Regions from separate parts of the Ovis aries genome. Here region 1 is linked to region 2. Evidence: chromatin contacts called from public Hi-C data. All regions are on one chromosome and are shown on one strand. Each heading gives the region's core, a stretch centred on a gene start, on an enhancer-like site or on the middle of the called end of the contact. The rest is flanking DNA. Distances are from core to core; before and after follow the strand shown. Region 1 holds the start of MICOS10 (mitochondrial contact site and cristae organizing system subunit 10). Region 2 overlaps NBL1 (NBL1, DAN family BMP antagonist).

Region 1 (6,386 bases), core at 3,095-5,594, 57 kb after region 2:
TGCCATTCCCTGAGTCTCCATCTCCATTTTGAAGTACCAGAAAAGCGGGCTGCCAAAGAGGTTTCAAGAGTTCTACAATCTCGCTGCCTATAGGAATAAGAACTAAAACACTGACGACAGAAGAGCGTTCCTCCCCCCGTCTCAACCCTCTGGACGGAAGCCCCCCAGAATTACACTTCCGCTCTGCACTTCTCATGTGCCCTTACTCGCAGTCCATTCCTTAAGGGGCAGCGCCTCAAAATCTGAACTCAGCTTCTCTGTCAAAATTAAAAACCTCTTCGTGGGGCTTCCCTGGCGGCTCAGTAGTAAGGAGTCCGCCCGCCAGTGCAAGAGACGTGGGTTCGACCCCTGATCCGGGAAGACTCCACCTGCCGCGAAACAACTCAGCTCCCGCGCCACAACTATTGCGCCTGCGCTCTAGAGCTCGAGCCCACGTGCCGAAACTGACGCCCGCACGACCGCGAGCCCGGCTCCGCAGGAGGAACCGCTGCAGGAGGAGACCCGCACACGGCAGCTAGAGAGCAGCCCCTGCTCACCGCAACTGGGGAGAAGCCCACGCAGCAATAAAGACCCTGCGCAGCCAAAAATACGTAAGTAAAATCCTTTTTTAAAAAACCTCCTCTCAACCTCATTATCACTCTCAAACCATGTAAGCAGAAAAACCACCGAAATTACGAGCTCTTCTCTCCCTCCAGGCTCTCTCCTGCCACTTCACACGATCAGTTACCAAGACCCAGATGTAACTGAGTGGAGCGAGGCGCACACGCACCCCTCCTGCTTTACTTCCAATTTCTGATCAATGACATCAACCAAGTTCTAACCATGGAGTCATCCTTATTATAAGAAACGGAATGTGACAAAGTTAACCCAGTGGGAGAGAAGATAGAGAAAACAGCATTTATTAAGTTTCTGGTGTGTACCTGGCACTGTGCTGGCCTAGGAGGTGGGTATTACTATCTCCATTCCATAAATGGAAGGAACAGTTTGTGAAGTTTCTCGAATATACCCACTCTTTTCTGGTCTAACAGTTCAGACTTTTAACTTCATATTCGCAGCCTTCTCTACTCTGATTTGTTCTGTATAAAACACTGCCAGAACAATCATACCAAAATTCCATTCACATCACATCAGTTCCCTGTTAAGGGCAGTGAAATGCCTTCTGCTCCTCTACTTGCCCACTGGCTGGCCCACGGCTCAGTATGTATGTGTTAGCTAGCTCACCGCCGCCCACCAGCCTCAACTTACTGAGCCCTGGGAGCAGAAAGTAACAGATTTTTAAGACAGAGGTGGTGAATATGCACAATGCATGTGAAAAAGCCAAAGGCAACTCAAAAAGCTCCAAGAAAAAGTGGAATCTCCCTATGAGATTTCACAATTCTGACTCCACTCAAGCCAGCCTTCTCTAGGGAGGAGTGGGTGCTGCGATCGGAACCCCAGGGAGCTAACCCCAGCTCCTCACTTCTAGCCACCTAACCTCTCCGTCCCTGTTTCGTCCTCCATAAACGTTTAACCAGCCTTTGCGCAAGTTCTTCCACTCCCCCTAACTATCCAAGTTATTATCCAACGCTCTGCTAAAGGCCCATCTCTCCCAACCTACCACTGCACTTACCTGATTTATAGTAACAGCTCCACACAAAGAATTGGAATAACTCATTTTAATTTTCCTCTGGAATTACATATCACCACGCTTCATTTGGGCTTCCCTTGTGGCTCAGCTGGTAAAGGATCCGCCTGCAACGCGGGAGACCTGGGTTCGATCCCCGGGTTGGGAAGATCCCCTTGAGAAGGGAAAGGCTGCCCACTCCAGTACTCTGGCCTGGAGAATCCCATGAACTGTTTGGTGCACGGGGTCGCAAAGACTCGGACACAGCTGAGCGTCACTTCATGCTTCATTTAATCATTCCACCTGGTATGCCCCCACTCCCACAACGTCCCGCTCACGCATGGCACACACTACTCACCGCCCCGGGTGATCTTCAGTGTGTGTGTGCATGCCCAGTCGCTCAGTCGGGTCAACTCTGCGACCCCGGGGACTGTAGCCCTCCAGGCTCCTCTGTCCATGGGAGTCTCCAGGCAAGAACGCTGGAGTGGGCTGCCATTTCCTCCTCCAGGGGATCTTCCCCACCCAGTGATCAAACCCATGTCTCCTGCGTCTCCTACATCAGCAGGCAGATTCTTTACCACTGAGCCACCTGAGAAGCCTGATCATCAGTGGCATAATACTAACATCAACAATTATTACTATCACTATTTACTGACTACATAGTAAGTGCCAGGCATTGCGCAAATACCTTGTATACTTTTCTGTCCTTCAACATTCAGCATCTTTTTAGGTAAATCTGTCTTAATCCCCATTTCACAGTTAAGCCTCTACATAAACTCACTCATTTAATCCTCAAAACAACTCTGTAAGACAGTAATAATATTATGGCCAATTTACTCAATACAAATTAGGAAGCAGGCATAGAGAGGTTAAATAACTTGCCCCAAATCACACAGCTGGTAAGTGGTGAACTGAAAGCTGCGATAAATTCATTTACTGACTCATTCTCAACACTGTTTATTAAGCACTATTCTGGGGGCTGAAGCTAACACAGTGAATAAACCAGGAAACATTCCTGCTTACAGTTTTGCTTCTTTTCCAATATTTTCATTCAAGAGCACAATCCTAAATCCTCTTAAATACGCTTTAAGATTTTCATACAAAAATACCAAATTCAGGTAATAAAAGTATTGAAGAAAAGCATGGGACGTGAAGCCAAAATACCTGGGTTAAATTCCCAACTTTGCCATTGATTGGGCCCTGGGCTTTCCTCATAGCTCAGTTGGTAAAGATTCTGCCTGCAATGCAGAAGACCCGGGTTCGATCCCTGGGTCAGGAAAACCTCCTGGAGGAGGGCATGGCAACCCACTGCAGTGTTCTTGCCTGGGAAATCCCATGGACAGAGGAGCCTGGCGGGCTAAAGTCCATGGGGTCACAAAGAGTCGGACACAACTGAGCAACTAAACCACCACCAGGCCCTGACCACATTCCTTCACTGCACACTGAGCAGAGTCTGGCACTCAGCAAAAGTTCTCCTCTTCCCTCCCAGCACTGACTTCACAGTCCGGGTCGTCACGGAGCACATGTTAAAAGGCTACATCAGGTGACAAGACGGGCTCAAAAGGGACCACTCGGCCTCTTAACTTTCCAAGTCAATTCTCCTTCCAGATGACCAGCACTAATGTCTCTGCTTTCAGGCCTCAAACTACTATGAGGCTGATAAATCAGGTTCCAAGTCTCAGCCAGTCCATCCTAAAGGAAACTGGTCCTCAATATTCACTGGAAGGACTGATGCTGAAGCTGAAACTCCCAATACTCTGGACACCTGATGCCAAGAGCTGACTCCTTAGAAAAGACCATGATGCTGGGAAAGATTGAAGGCAGGAGAAGGGGACGACAGAGAATGAGATGGTTGGATGGCATCGATGGACCTGAGTCTGAGTAAACTCCGGGAGCTGGCAATGGACAGGGAGGCCTGGCGTGCTGCAGTCCACCGGGTCGCAAAGAGTCGGACACGACTGAGCGACTGAACTCTCCCCTCCGAGCACTGACTTTAGTCTGTGTCGTCACGGAGCGCATGTGAAAAGCTACACGAGTGACACGACGGGCTCAAGAGGGACCAATCGGCTTCTTAACTTTCCGAGTAGATTCTCCGTCCAGATGAACAGCACTCATGTCCCCGCTTTCAGGCCTCAAACTACTCCGAGGCTGATAAGTCAGGTTCCAAGCTGGGAATGGCAGCGACCCACGTGAGGCCTGGCAGAATCTACAAAAGGTTGCAGATGACCTTCTCGGCAGGCACTTTTAATTCAGCAGGGGAAGAACGTGGCCTCAGAGAGCCGTGACCCCAGGGAGAACCCCCAGCCCCTGGCCCCTGAGCCCTTGCACACGCCGCTTCCCCGCAACTCTCCGGCCGCCTGCCGACGCGACCCCCACTTCTTCGGGGCTGCTGCAGCTGCACCCCTCCCACTTCGGGCAGCGTCCCCAGGCTCCCGTGGCCCGTGTTCCCCAGCCCGCTCAAGTGACCTGGGCCCCGGGGGCCCCGAGCCCCGGCCTGAGTGGCTGGAACAGGCCGCACGGCCTGACCTCTCACCCCGCGAGTGGACCTCTCGCGGGGCTTCTCCTCCACCCTCCCAGTCAGCGGGCCCTAGAGCCGACGACTCGGCTCCGGGCGGCGCCGGCCGGACACGACGAGGAGCCCCTCACCTATCTTCACGACGGCGTCCGCCAAGCACCGGTCCCACTTCCGGCCGAGCTCTGACTCCGACATGTTCCCCCGCCAGCAGCAGCCGCTCCAGCTTTCCGGACCGTCGGGCCCCGCGCTCAGAGCCCCTCCCCCACCGCCCCCAGGCAAGTCTCGCGATAGCCGGCCGCCGGTCCCAAGCCCGGAAGGCTGACGGCGCCGGCGCACCAGATATCGCGAGATGATCTGACTACTTCCGTTCTTTCCGGGGTTTTTGGGTTTTTTTTTTTTTGGCAATTGGTCGTCAAGGTGACGGGTGGCAGAGGCCTGAGGTGACCCTGACCTTGGAGCTGCGCCTACCTAAGGGTTGCGAGGCAGACAGGTTTCCTAGGCGGCATCCAGAGCCCTGTCTGGGAAGGTTCCTTTCACTACACCAGCTCCCGACTCCGGCCTTGGAAATTCCCCAGGGCGAGTGAGGGCACCGCGCTACGGTCTCTTCCTTCGTCGCCTCACCTTGGCTTTTTTCTCCTCCCACGTTCCCTCATTTATTGCCGTGGAGCTCCCGCCGTCACCTCTTACCACAGAAATTGCCCAGGCAAAGGTCACTTATTGCCAAACCAGGGGACGCCTGTGACCTCTGTACGGCATTGGACGCAGCCGCTTTCTCGTTCTCGATCCTCCTTGTCGCTGCCTTCTCTTTATTCATGTGGCTCCCAGGACACCAGTCTCTGCTAAATCTCCTCCTCTGACTCGTCTCTTCAGAGGGCCGTTGCCGGTTTGCTTCCTCTCCCAGCTGCTTGGAGTGTTGCTTCATTGGAGTGCCGTCAATCCTCTGTACATATTCTCCCTAAGTAATTGCAAGCATTGCTAAATTCTGTCTCCTGATCAACCTTCCTATTCATAATTCAGCCTCTTCGCCTGGGTCATTTAGTTTTCCCTTCCCGTTTCCTCCCTCTAGTCTACCAACAAATGCAGATTTGATCCTTTTGTTCTTATGGGGCTTCCTTGGTGGTTCAGACTTCCCTGGTGGCTCAGGCGGTAAAGCGTCTGTCCACAATGAGGGAAACCTGGGTTCGATCCCTGGATTGGGAAGATTCCACTGGAGAAGGAAATGGCAATCCACTACAGTACTATTGCCTGGAAAATCCCATGGACAGAGGCGCCTGCTAGGCTGCAGTCCATGGGGTCGCAAAGAGTCGGACATGACTGAGCGACTTCACTTTCACTTTTGGTGGTTCAGGTGGTATAGAATCTGCCTGCAGTGGGAGAGACCCAGGTTGGATCTCTGAGTCGAGAAGATTCCCTGAAGAAGGGAATGACTACCTACTCCCAATAGCCTTGCCTGGAGAATTCCATGGACAGAGGAGTCTGGCGGGCCACAGTTCATGGGATCACAAAGAGTCAGACATGACCAAGCGACTAACACTTCATTTTCATTCCTCTGATTAGAAGCTGTCAATGACCCCTATTCATCTACTGGTTATATTCAAGCTTCAGTGAGTTAATTTTAGGAAACCTAGAGACCCTCTGCATCCACTAATACAGCCTGGAGCCTCCCTCCACCTCCCTACTGCGGCAGCAGCTCACCCGGCCCACGGAGTCTCTACATTGTGCTGAAACACCTGTTGATATTTGTATCTGCCACTAAAACTAGAAGCTCCTTAAAGGCCTGAGTTGCCCCTTGCTCATCTGCACACTCCCAATTCAGAGCACAAGGCCTTGGACAGTAGGAGCTTCTAAGAAATATTTTTTCAGCTGAATTAAATTCATTCACTCATTTACTTATTCGTTTGTTCTCGGCATCCTTAAGAGCAGAACTGTTTTAGTAGTCCTTGCTGTGACAGGGCCCCTTCTTTCAGGAAGCCTTCTTCCATGACCTCTCTTCATCCAGTCTTCATCTGAGCAGCATATCAGATTGTGTGGTAATTGTTTGCATGACTCTTGGATGTGACTGTGAGCTCCTTGAGAATGGGCCTATGTCATTTCTATATCCCTGACGACCAGCAGAGAGCCTAGTATATGTTGATTTTCAATAACGGCTTTTTGAATGGATGTAAGAATGAATATATAAATGATTGATTGAGTTAGAGAAAACAAAGTCTCTTTTCTGGGGGAACTTTGTAGTGCAGTATTTGTGTTGAAAAAGAAAAGGACAATTAA
Region 2 (7,110 bases), core at 4,452-6,951:
GGCACAGTTTGGAATGCCTCGCCAACTCAGCAGCCTAGCTAGCGACCCCTCTCCCTCCCAAACAAGGGCACACATCTCAGAGGCGGTCAGGAAGAGAGCTCCCCTCGCCCCGAAAAAGAGCCCTGAAGATCTCTGCCCCTGCCCCCGACTCTGGAATATATTAAATTGTGCAGCTTGGCCCCAGCCCCACCCCCTTCAGATCTCCATGACAACCGGGAAGCCTTCCAAGTCCAAGTCTGAATCCAAGTCCATCCAGTGCCAAAGGGGGGCTTCAGCCTCTCCCCCTAACTCTTCCCCGGGAGGGCGAGACCCCCACATTCCACAGGGAGTGGGAGGGGAGGGAGACTCGGGGGCCTCAGTCCTCAGCCCCCTCTTCCTCGGCGTGGGGGGCCCCGGGGGGGTCCTCGGGCTCGGGGGCCTGCCCCCCGGGGTGGGGGTGGGGGTGGGCGCCGGGCTGGGCCCCCTGCGCGTCCTCGCCCTGCACGTAGACGCTCAGCCCCTCGTGGCTGGGCTCCTTGCCACAGGCCTGGCAGCTGCAGTGCAGAATCTTCTCCACCAGCTTGTCCACCCGGGGCACCTCCTCATGGCCGGGGCACTCCAAGGTCACCTGGGCAGGGCAGATGGAAGAGGAGAGGCGTTTCCAAGGGCCTGGGGCAGGCAGGGAGGCCCCGAGGGCAACCCGCATCACAGTGCCAAGAATCACCAGAGACCCCAGGAGCCTGAGCCCCCCCGCCCTGGGGCACCTGGGCACAGTCGGGGGAGACGAAGGGGTGAGTCCCTGCAGGAGCCTCCTGGCCTGTCTTCCCACATCCTGCCACCTTCCTCCCCAGCGCCAGGCAGCCAGGAGACCCCCAAACGGCCCGCCCTGCCTGAACTGGCCCCCAGGGCTCCCACTGCCCTCACCCAGAGCCCCTGACTCCTCACAGGCTGCCTGCCGCAGACCCCCCACTCCCGCCCTCGACCTTGCCCCCCTTCTGCCAGCTCCCTGCTGCCTCATCTGCCTGAGATTTTGCATAAGCCGTTCCCTCTGCCTGGGAGGGCCTTACGCACCCACCCCGCTCCCCGCTGCCCCAGACTTTGCCCAATTAACTTCCCCTGAACCTCTGGATCTAAGCCCAGACACTGCTTCCTGGATGCAAAGGGCAGGTGCAAAGGCCATGTGGTGATCGCAAGCCAAGTAGGTATGAGAGACCAAAAGCAGGTGGGTTGGTGTCAAGGGTCAAGCTGGTACAGAAGGTGAGAGAGGCAGGATGAAGCTTGGAAGGCTGGCGAGCCAGGGCATGGCTTGTGGATGGGCCTTAAGGGGCACGGCGGAGATCTGGGTCTCATTCTCTAACGGTGGGACGCCTCCGAGAGCATTTCAACAAGCAGCTGATGTCAGAAGCAAGCTTCAGAAAGAGCTCGTTTCCTGCAGGTGCTGTCGTCAGACGTGCGAACCCCCAGGCGGCAAGGACCGCGCGTGCCCCCAGCAGCGGCCCCGCACCCGCGGGGCCCAGGCTCGGGGAGGCCGGGCCGGGCGGGCTGTACTCACGATCTCCCACATGGACTGGGCCGGCATGCAGGAATCACAGTGCACCAAGGACTCCGTCGACTGCGGGAAGGTGTTGGGGACGCTGTAGCTGAAGCACTGTCCCAGGCAGGCCCTGCGAGAGGAGACCGCTGTCCGCGTCGCTGCGGCGGCACCAGGCACGGGCAGCCCGTCTCCTTCCTCCGCTCTGGGCCCCTGCACGGACCCCACCCAGCCACCGCCCCCCGGGATCCCACCTGTTCTGGATGGACTTCGCCTCACAGCCACTGTGGCCCACGATCTGGGTGATGTTCTTCGCCTCACACCAGGCGCTCTTATCCGGGAACAGGGCCAGCTTGTTGATGGGCGGAGGTGCAGCCAGCACCATGACGGGCAGGACAGCCCCCACCAGGACCCGCAGCATCGTGCCCACGGCCTCTGGAGCCCTAGGACTGAGCACAGACCGCAGGTGAGGCCGGCAGGGCCCGGGAGGCTGGGCAGAGGGCGGCGGCAGTGGTGTTACAGGTGTGACCCCTGACTCCCTGGGTTCAAGCCCTATCTCTACCGCTTCCTAGCCAAGCACAACCTTGGACAAGTTATTTCTCCTGTAGGAAACTCAGACCTGGGGCTGCTAATATTGCGAGCATCGGATATGTATCGTGGAGATTAAATAAGGTATTTCATGAAAAGCTCTGAGCAGAGAGACCAGCAGATAATACACATTGCATATGTGTTAGTCATCTTTATAACTTGCTTTGTAGCTTTAAAGTAAGTTACTTTTCAGTCAGTTCAGTTCCGTCGCTCAGTCGTGTCCAACTCTTTGCGACCCCATGGACACAGCACGCCAGGCCTCCCTGTCCATCGCCAACTCCCAGAGTTTACTCAAACTCATGTCCATTGAGTCGATGATGCCATCCAACCATCTCATCCTCTGTCGTCCCCTTCTCCTCCTGCCTTCAATCTTTCCCAGCATCACGGTCTTTTCAAATGAGTCAGATTTTCACAAGCATGTGGCCAAAGTATTGGAGTTTCAGCTTCAGCATCATTCCTCCGGTGAGCACCCAGGACTGAGCTCCTTTAGGATGGACTGGCTGGATCTCCTTGCCATCCAAGGGGCTTTCAAGAGCTACTTTTAACCTTCATGTATGTATCTGGCTGGCCCGGTCTGAGCTGGGGCGTGCGGGATCTTCGGTCATTGCAGCAGCGTGGGGGATCTAGTTCCTGACCGGGGACCAAACCCTGCCCGCTGCATTAGGAGTGCGGAGGCCCAGCCGCCGGGCCATCAGGTAAGCCCCAAGCAGATTACTCTTTATCTCTGGACCTCACTTTCTTCAACTAAGAAGGGTGGGGTATAAAAGGGTGGTGGTGATGCTGTGTGACGATGGACTGTGGTGCGTACTGAACCCGTTTCCAAGCACCCGGCTGAGTCCCGAGCAGTCACTAGCCCCTCCTCACTGGACTGCTGTGGGTCCTCCAGGGCCACGCCTCCTGTCACCAGCGTGGCTACCAGCATTCCGGCATCGGGAAAGCTAACCATCTCCCTGTCACTGTGAAATCTTGGGCCCCTTTGGCTGGCTGAACCTCGGGTGAAAAAGAAAAAACAGCCCCAAACTAGACTGTATTGCTCTTCTGGATGCTCCAAGTCCAAAGTCGACACACACATCACTGTCTGCGGCTCCATTCTACCCTCTGAGTCAAACAAGAGATGATCCAAGCCAAGGGCCGGACCCTCTGAATTGTCTGGAGCGAGGCTGCTGCTGCTAAGTCGCTTCAGTCGTGTCCGACTCTGTGCAACCCCAAAGATGGCAGCCCACCAGGCTCCGCCGTCCCTGGGATTCTCCAGGCAAGAGCACTGGAGTGGGTTCCCATTTCCTTCTCCAATGCATGAAACTGAAAAGGGAAAGTGAAGTCGCTCAGTCATGTATGACTCTTGGCGACCCCATGGACTGCAGCCCACCAGGCTCCTCTGTCCAAGGGATTTTCCAGGCAAGAGTGCTCGAGTGGGGTGCCATGCACCAAGGCGCTAATAGAATCTGCCAGCAGAGGGCGCTGCAGGGCAGCGTGTGTGTCCGAAGCGTGGGCTCAGGGGGGATCTTCCTAGTGTCCCCCAGCTTCATCCTCTGCAGGTTTCACCGACGGCCCCCTGCAAAAACCGTGGAGGAGGGAAGCTTCAGAGACATTCGGAAATGAGGGCAGTGCTTACAAGGCGGTCCTCTGGGGGCAAGACACTGGGGTAAAGGCCCTGGACTGGGAGTCAGGCATCCACGTGTGCCGTGAGACCCTGGACACTCCAGCCTCAGGGTCCCCACCTGTAATATGAGTGAGGTGCCCCGCACTGCCGATTTGCAAACCTGGTAGGGCATCAGAATTCCCTGGGGACTCGTGGAGTGGAAGTTGCAGGGTGGGGTGTTTGTTTTGTTTTTACAAGCTTCCATGGTGGTTCTGATACGCAGGGTGGGCTTAAGAAGTGGTCTGGCTCAGTCAAACTGGGGTTCTGTGCCTCAGGACAGTCCCCAGAGGGGCCTGGGTGGGGCTGAACTGGGAGCAAGGGCCAAGTATGGTCCCATCAGCCCCACGGATGCCAGGTACTAGTCAGGCTAGCCAAGGGCCAGACACCTCCTTCAGAACCACCCTTACCCTTGGCCCACTTTCTGCTGAAAGGGGCAGGTGCTTGGTGAAAAGCCGGGAAGTGAGAGGTGCTCGGGGATTGCCGGCTCCTGCAGGCTGACCCTCTGGGCGGGCTCCACGGGGCTTCCAGGGAGGGCCTGGGGGCTGGCCTGCAGGGCTGCGACCACCTCCACAGGGCTCTGAGCAAGTTCAGCTCAGATCCTGCCCCCTCTCCCTGCACACGGTCCCCGAAAGCAGAGACAAGTCCCATCTCCCCCAGTGCCCGGGGGAATCCTGCTCCCAGCCCAGCGGGGAGGGCGCAGCGGGCAGAGCAGTGGGAGGTGAGTCCAGACAGTCTGCCCCATCCCAGGGAAGTCTGCGTCCTGACCCAGGCCGTCGCCCACACATTTCCGGTCTCACTCTCTAGACGGACAGCAAAGCCCATGTTTTCAGGACAACCACAACCTAAGAAAATATAACGCACGTGTTCCTAACTGGCGACCTAATTTTCCAGCACCCTTAGCACCCAGGAGGCTCCGTCACCCCACCAACTCCCTTTCCATCCCCAAGGACCTAGGCTCTGAGTCGGGGCCTGAGCCTAGAACGCTGGCGGAGGCCCACTTAGGGGGCTCCCTGAGGCTCCCCCGGCGAGACCTCGGAGAGGCCCAAGGACTCTTGTCCAGTGCCTGACCCCTGCAGGGCTCCTCAACAAGGCCAGGTCAGGCGGGCAGGGAATGATGGTAGGCTCCCTTAGGATAGGAGTGAAGCCGTGCAGAGGTGAGCGCGGGGCTGGTTTGGGGCTGGGATGGGTAGATGCTGGAACTGGGGCTGGGGGCCGGGACCCCGCTAAGGGATTGAGATGGGCATGAGGTTCCTAACAAGGTTCAGTGGAGGTGGGATAACGATGCTTCAGGAGACCTGCCGCCCTGGAGGGTGAGGACTGCTCCCTTGGGTCAGGTTGGAGCAGACGCCCAGAAGGCAGGAGAGACGCTGAGGAAGAAGCCACCTCCCTTAGCTCCCCACCCCGTCTCGGGCACAGCTGGGCCCACAGTGGGGTGCTCCAACCCAGTCCGCCAGGCCTGGCCTCTCCCCAAGCCCAGGCCCGGCCACGCTCGGCCTCCCCGAGCCAGGAGCCCTGAGCTCCAGCAGAAGCCCGGCCAGGGAGCCTCCTAAGTTCCAGCCCCAGGCCCCCCACCGGCGCGGGTCCAGCGGTACGGTTCACCTCTCTGCCCAGCAACCTCAGCCCCACGACAGGAGCGGAGCCCAGTCCTTGAAAACCACGGCCAGGATGCGATGAGAGCAGCCAGTAGGCACCCCACTCAGGACGGTGCCCTTCGCCCGGGGGGTGACGTGGAGGCCGGGCTGGGCTGGGCCAGGAGACAGGGAGCCCCTCTCCCACCCAGCCCCCAAGAGCCCCTGCTGCCCCCGCCCCGCTTCCCGCTGGGGTCAGCTCTCTGCTAGCAGCTTTTATTTTTTGTTGGCTTGTGTTTTGTTTTTTTTTAAGCAGCAGCTCAGTTGTTTGGGGTTTTTTTTGATACAAGTCGGAGCTTCCTTCCTGAAGACTTGAGAACCTCCCCCAGGGTCTCATCCCTTCCTCCTGCCCTGAGGCTCACACAAGTCATGGGTCGCCCAGAATGTCAGAGTGGGAAGGAGGTCCCCCAAGCCGACCCCCGTGCTTTGCAGTGGGGTGGTCCCAGGGGCCCAGCAGTCAGGACGAGCAGTGTCCTTCCTCTAGACCATGCGATTCCCTGAAGTTGGACGCTGGTTTCCCAAGCACCATCTAGGAGCCCAGAGTGTGCTGAAGTTGGGGGCCCCCAGGGGTTCAGAGCCTGGAGGGGAGATTGAGGAAGGAAGCAGCTGTTCAGAGCAGCAGTCAGATAGCTGGGGGGCGAGGGGGCAGAGAGTCTCAATTCTGGACTGATTTCAGGAGTATAGTTACCAGCACAGTAAGGCCAGGAGGGGTTTGTGGGTATTAGCCCAGCACACCCCCTCTTGGCTTCCCAGTAGTTAGAGCTGCTCCTGACTGTGGGCCAGGCGCTGTTCTAAGGCTTACAGTGAGTGAAGCGGCTCAGTCGTATCCGACTCTTTGCGACCCCATGGACTGTAGCCTACCAGGCTCCTCCATCCAAGGAATTTTCCAGACAAGAGTACTGGAGTGGGTTACCATTTCCTTCTCTGGGGCATCTTCCCAACCCAGGGGTCAAACTCAGGTCTCCTGCATTGCAGGCAGACGCTTTACTGTCTGAGCCACCAGGGAAGCCCTCTAAGGCTTATATATACATATATATATGTATATATACATATATTCATTTATTCGGTTCTAGGAAATAGATACTGTATTTTCCCTATTTTACAGATGAAGAAACTGAGGCACCAGGAGATTGCGAGAGTCGCTCAAGCTGACTGACACACCAGTGTTGGCTAAAGCCGAGGTATGAAACAGACAAGCAGGATAAGCTGGAAAGGTTCACAGGAGAGGAAGACAAGGAACGGTCTGCACCACGCAAGAGGCCAGGGCTCCCCGCCCCACCCCAGGGGCTGAGGCCGTGTCTCTTAGGCCGAGCAGCTCTCTGGGGTTCAGCCATGGCCAGGGCTGGAAGCTTGGCTGCCCCACAGGGCAGAGTTCAAATCCCACTCCGGACCCCATGCAGACGAGCACGGACGCCGGCTTCCGAGTCAGGCCTGCTGGTCCTCACACCCTCCAGAACCCGGCATCTTCCCCGAGATGCTTACCAACAACTCAGGCACCCGGGGCCCAGCCCCGGATACACCGACCCCACAGTCCGGACCCAGGCACGTGAGCCCGGACCCAGGCACGTGAGCCCGGATCCAGGCACGTGAGCCCGGTCCCACGTGGAGCTGAGGCCCGGTCAGGTCAGGAGCCCCCACAACTCCCCAGGGAAGGGTCCCCAGAACAGCACGGCTGACAGCAGCCACCCACCCGCCTCTGGGCCTGGTGCCTACAATCAACCCTTAAATTCACCAGAGGGACTGAG

What was found. A called contact is a pair of places that touch in the nucleus more often than the background predicts.
Region 1: a contact with region 2 is called in a Hi-C map of muscle, with 2.6 times the contacts expected there. The contact joins the promoter of MICOS10 here to the enhancer-like site in region 2. A contact is called at or near these places in 5 of 16 Hi-C or Micro-C datasets (liver, mesenteric adipose tissue, muscle and 1 more).

Annotation. Positions count from the first base shown.
Region 1 is chr2:246,800,763-246,807,148 of ARS-UI_Ramb_v3.0, forward strand. MICOS10 (mitochondrial contact site and cristae organizing system subunit 10) reads right to left here and starts at 4,345. Exons shown (of 4, transcript XM_027965600.3): 1 at 4,250-4,345. The coding sequence starts at 4,313.
Region 2 is chr2:246,742,545-246,749,654 of ARS-UI_Ramb_v3.0, forward strand. NBL1 (NBL1, DAN family BMP antagonist) reads right to left here. Exons shown (of 5, transcript XM_060411486.1): 3 at 1,765-1,959; 4 at 1,532-1,643; 5 at 1-607. The coding sequence starts at 1,931. The coding sequence ends at 356. Among named protein-coding and RNA genes, the nearest start is that of HTR6, 13 kb to the left of the region's middle. Within about 2 kb of position 5,702, at least 4 of the 54 cell types and tissues checked have an H3K27ac peak or open chromatin away from gene starts, as enhancers often do.